2 separate regions of the Mus musculus genome follow, and region 2 is linked to region 1. Evidence: chromatin contacts called from public promoter capture Hi-C data. All regions are on one chromosome and are shown on one strand. The core of a region is the stretch at or near the end of the contact, and the rest is flanking DNA. Distances in the headings are between cores, read along the strand shown.

The links. Promoter capture Hi-C pulls out the DNA fragments that hold promoters and counts their contacts.
Region 2: a promoter capture Hi-C map of cranial neural crest shows a contact between it and region 1. The contact joins the promoter of E130102H24Rik here to the promoter of Dock7 in region 1.

The regions. Positions count from the first base shown.
Region 1 is chr4:99,119,657-99,122,356 of GRCm38.p6, forward strand. Dock7 (dedicator of cytokinesis 7) reads right to left here and starts at 1,269. Exons shown (of 50, transcript NM_001369286.1): 1 at 1,069-1,269. The coding sequence starts at 1,106.
Region 2 is chr4:101,354,839-101,357,652 of GRCm38.p6, forward strand. It overlaps E130102H24Rik (RIKEN cDNA E130102H24 gene), which reads right to left and starts at 1,410. Exons shown (of 2, transcript NR_040708.1): 1 at 1,243-1,410. The region is part of intron 1 of 0610043K17Rik (RIKEN cDNA 0610043K17 gene); the gene reads left to right.

The DNA of each region.
Region 1 (2,700 bases), core at 19-2,518:
TTAAAATTCACGACAACCCAATAAGCTAGATACCATTATTACCATTTTTCAGATGAGACAACTAACATGCAAGAGAATTTCAACAACCTGGTGAAGGTCCCGATTTTAAAAACACTCAGTATTGTAATTTATCTTAGTCTACCAGTAGCACCCATATTCCTAAGAACTTATTTAAGAAGAATATGAAATACATATTTTAAAACTCAAAAAGGGTTCATTTACATCTGATCTTAGCCAAAGACAGAGATGCAATGAGATGTTAGTTTTAAATGGGAAAAAAAAAAAAGTGTCCCAAAAGCCTTAACATTGTGGGGGTCCGGAAACTAATAAAAGCTTTTCTCCAACATATCCAAAAACCTTCTACAAATATCAACAAGCTAAAAAGATTCAGAACCACAGAAATATATACAGCCATCACAAAATTTCATCTGAATGTTGCCTTTCTTTAAGCCTAAGTCGCAGAAATAAGGCTTTAATGAGACAACAAACAAACAATGCCTAGTTCCTTATCCATAAGTACATCCCATAGCTAAATTCTACAAACATCCTTCCATTTTTTTATCTGGACAGGGAGGTAAACTGCTGGGGAACCTTATCCTCGGTGGGTGGTTTACTCCTAGGCCCACGCATAAAGCCCAGTGCGGGTCGGGTCATCCATCTTCCTCTGGGGCCAGAGAAAGAACGCCCACCGAGCCCACGGGTAAGTGGGGTGCTCCCATGTCCCGCAGCCCATAACTTTGCACTGCGGCCTCAGTGTGCCTGTGCAGGCGTGGGTGCGGAGCCGCTGGGGCGGGCGGGGCGTCCGGGGTGCTGTCAGCGGTGGCGACGGGTGCGTGAGCGCCGTGGCCTCCACGCCAGTTCCTTTTGTTGGGGCGCCCGGAGCCGGGGCGTGGGCGTGGAGCGCCGGGGAGGACGCGACTGCGGACACAAAGAACCGCCGAGCTGCCGCACGCCCTGCGGGCCTGGCGGGGCGCGGACTGCAGGCCCGGGACCGCGCGGCAAGGCCCGTGGGCCGCGCCACACCCACCCTCGCACCCCGGGGGCCCGGCCGGGCTCCCCGCCGCGTACCTGCTGATCTTCTGAGCGAAGGCGCGGCGCTCCGCCATGGCTGCGGCGGCGCGGGGCTGGACGCGGGGCTGGACGCGGGGCTGGGCGGCCTCCTCCTCCTCGCGCTCCCGTTCGCGCTCCCTCCCGCGCGCTCGCCCGTCGGCTCTCCGGACCCCACCGCGAGGCTGGGCCGGCCGCTGGAGCGCGGAACCAGGGTACCGTAATGCGCCGAGGAGGCGCGCACGAGGAACCTCTCTCTGCCCCCGCCCCCGCCACCCCCCTTCGCCTCGCGCGCCAATCCCGGCTGGAGGCCGGGCTGGAAGGCCGCCGGAGCCCGCGGGAGCTGATGCGACGCCGGGTGTGGAACCGGGCCGCGAGCCCTCGCTGCCCTGCCGCCACGACCGGGAAGACCCACGACGGGGCCGTGACCGTAGCCGCCGAACGCGCGCGGGGCTGTGCTTTCCCCAAAGGGAAGGTTAGGAAATGGAAAGGGCCTTGCGGCTTGGTTCCTGCAGCTCCTGACTCCAGGCAGTTTAAAGCACCTTTCTTGCACGCCCCGACCTCGTGAGTGGGGTCTAGCTGGAGAAACAATGGCTCTTCTTTGTAGAAAGAACTCTCCCACAAAGGTGGTGTGATAATCGCTGATTTGTGGTGCATGGCCAAGCTTACACGCATGATCTTACTTAATCTCCACAACAGCTCTTTGAAGTAGATTTAGCTCCATTTTAGAGAGAAAAAAATTGTCTCAGAGAAGCTGTGACTTGCCCTTGGTCACACATGGCAAGCTCCTCCCGTGAACGTGAGACCCAGAGCCCAGGCCCTTTTCTCCAAGAACAGTTATCCCTGTAAAGAATTCTCTTGTGAGTCCTTTACAGTTACTCTGGCATTCTCATTTCATATGTATGCGTACATGCATATCCATCAGATGAACTGTTTTCCATCCTTTTGATGTTCTATAAATAGAACCTGTGTCAGTCTTGTTCTAATGCATTGGGTTCTGAAATTGTGAAACTAAGAAAAATCCTTTGGCTTCTTGTGACACCTTCCCTCCTAAATGTTTTAAGAATTTAATATACCTTATTTGCAGTTACTAAATGTCCTCTGTATCCTTGTGGAGCGTGTTAGATTGTCTCTCACCATAGCGAAACCTTCAGCTTGAAGCCTGGTCACTTGCCCAGTCATACAGAACAGAAAGCACTCATTAAGTGGGTCCAGGACTTCCCGTCTGTACCCTAACCTGGGTTTGAACCAGGTGATTGGATGCCTTTAAAACACTGGTTTACGGTGAGGATAGCCCATTCGAGGTGGGTATATATTTAACATGTACTTAAATGCAGGTATGCTAGAGCCCAAATGTGAGCTAGCTGCGGTTCTGTTTTCAGAATATTTGAGTCCATGGGGAAAGATACAGCTGCTCCAAGTCTAACTTTGCTGTAACACTGTTCCAGACCTTTCCATTGTTCATGATAGAAACCCAGTTGCTTTCTGCCTCCTCCCCATGTGACCTTGAGCAAATTACTTAAACAACCGGAACAGTGTTACTTAGTTGCAAGCATAGTGTGAAGATGCACTGAATTCAAGGTCTAAGTGTGGGGTCTGGGCTGCAGTGGGTACCTACCTAGCTGCTACAGTTTCCTCGCAGGTGTTATCAAT
Region 2 (2,814 bases), core at 160-2,659, 2.2 Mb after region 1:
ATCAACTCTAATAACAGGCAATCACACTTGCATATTTTATATTCCAAACATAATAAATGAAAAGACAGAGAAAAAAATTGCCTAGTTCTAGGAAAGGGGTGGGGGTGGCTATCTCTCCCCATCCACTCTCTCCAATATAAGGCCAGGAGGAGCAAAAGGCACTGCAGAAAACAGCTGTTAGGAAGAATTCAGGAGGCTCCGGGAGGAGAATGCTACGGGGGTTTTGGAAACCGGAACTTGAGGACACCCCCCCCCAAATCCTTTCTTCTTCCCTCCCTCTTGGAAGAGACTTGGGGCTGGGTGTGCCTTCTGCTTTGAGAAGCATTTGGCTCGGTAGAAAGGCAAGGGGCCAGGGTGCGGCCCACAGGGAATAAAAGCTTAGGCCTGGCTCTGGGCTAAGTTTAGTGGGAGATAGAGGAGACCGGAGAAGTGCAGGTCTGAGTGGAAGACCTACTGTGGAATTAAAAAAAAAAAAAACCCTCACTAGGGGCAGGGCGGGAGACACCTCTCTTTTTCAACTTAAACTCAACAGTTCATTGCCGGTGGGAAGAAGGGTGAAGAAAGAGACAAATTTTAACGTAAACTGTGAATTGCAACTTCTGGGGACTAGAGAGGGCTGACGTACCAACGCTATCAGCAGGTGAAAAGAAGCGCCTTTTACCAATTCTGGGGTGTCGAGGTCTGGCCAAGCTCTGGTGGGCAGGGCACTGTCTGGCTTCTTAGCTCACCTCGCCTCCAAAGCGGGAAGAAGCATAGGTGTGGTCTTTCTCCAGGAAGGTGGCAGCTGGCTTCGCGGGGCAAGGGAAAGGATTCCTCACCGGGAAGGCGGGGAGGAGCCCCGGGGTCAGCTGCGGCCAGGAGCCGGGGTCTTCGCCAAGTCCCCTCCCCCTCCTGAAAACCGACCTGGACTAGGATCGATTACAGCAACACCCTCTCGCCTTCCCAATAATTTCGCAAATAATAGTAATAAGCCCAGCCCCTCTGGCGCACGTTTAAAACAAACAAGCAAACAAACAAAAACCCAGAGCCCTGAGCGGTGGAAACAAACAGGTGAGTCCAGGGAGAAGCGGGAAAGAGTGGGGGATAAGAGGGGGGGCGTTCCCAAACGTAAGGGGAAACAGAGGTTCTCCCAACCTCTCTCCATTTTCCTTCCCCCTGCCCCCCAAGAGTCTGCGTGACAGGCTAGGTACCGCAAAGCCCACTCTGACAGCCTTCCCGCAGCCCGCGCCCCCGCCTGCCTACCCTAGGCTCCCGTGTCCAGGCTTCGGGGACCGCGCGGCGCTCGCCCGCACCCCGGCCCGCCACCGCCGCCGCGGGGACTCCGCTCTTCCTCTCTCCGCCTCCTCCTCGCAGACTCCTCCCGCCGGATCCGTCATGTAAACAACATCCCGGCTCTATTTCCAGCGGCCGCGGGACGGCGAGGGAACCGCGCCAGCGCCCAGCCACCGGGCGGGGGTGGGGGGAAAAGCGAGTGCGCCACAGCTCCGGGCCTGGCCCCGAGCTGCCGCCCCGCGCGGTCCGCCGCCTACCGGAGCTGGCGCCGAGCGCCCAAAGGCGTCCAACAGCAGCCTCCGCCCCCGCCGTCGTCTCCGGGCTCCGGGATACGGGGCCGGCCCGGGTGCGAGCGCCGTGCGCGCGCCGCACAGCCGCTCTCTGCGCCCCGCGGGCCGGCCAGGGCGCGCCGCCAGCCCGGGGCCGAGAGCGCAGCACCCGGAGCGCGCACACGGACGCCGCCCCCGCGGCCGCGCGCACCCCGCACCCACCTGCGCCCTCGGGGGTCCCGAGCCCCCCTTTCTTTGTTCATCCCGCTATTTGCATGAGGATTATCTAATGACGCAGCAAGGCTCGCCACAACGTGACCGTCGCCATTTTTCTGTTTTTATTCTAGCTTTGCCATGTGATAGATTGGGGAAGGGGGGGGGGGGGTGGAAAAGGGAGAGAGACAGGATTGAAGGAAAAAAAAAAAAAAAAAAAACTTCCGGGTCTCATGACCGGGAAGGGAGAAAAACAAAAGGGAGACGAGACACAACTCCAGGCGAAGGACGTGGTGCGTGTGCGCGCGTGCGCGCCGGTCTCTCCGTGCCCAGGAGCCGGAGGCTGGGGTGCTCCAAGCATCCTCCCATCATCAGGGTCCGCGGATCCTGGTTGTGCGGGCCTTGTGCTCCATCCTTCTGCTGGGTACCCGGCTGCCTGCCCTTGCCTGGCTCCAGTGGCTCAGTGGTCCATTCAAATAACAGAATCGGAAGACCGCTGCATTTTCTAAGTTGTAAAACAGTTCGCTCCGAGGACCCCCACATGGCGAGGGCAGGGGGAATCAGACCAGTTCAGATTTTCTTTCTGCTTCCTTTTCTCTTTTCCTAAAGCTGGACGCACAGCTTAGGGATGGTTTGTGGCGTTGCGGGCTTTTTGGTTTGGTTTGGTTTGGTTGGGCGAGGGCGTGCATCGTGGCTGGATTTATTGAGGTAGAAATTTAAATAAAAGGTTCAGTGCTAGGAAGGGTTGAGAAGACTGCTGCAGAGCTTTGGGCCGATTCGTGTTCTACCGTGTTAATTCACATTCACAGGACGTGATAGGTGCCCAGAGTTCACGGTTGCTGAAAGGATAAATGTCTGGAACTCTGCCAGGTCTCAGTGACAGAGTTTGGTGCTTTCGGTTACTTGTGTGTGTTCCTTCAAGAGCTTTCACTTTTGTTTCTCTTCTGCGTGCCTCTCGTATGATTGAAAGCAGAAGTGGACCTTAGCGTTGACTAGGGCGCTACCACTTACAGGTGAGAGACACAGGGTAGGTCTAAGCTAAATACCGTGTTAGACCCCA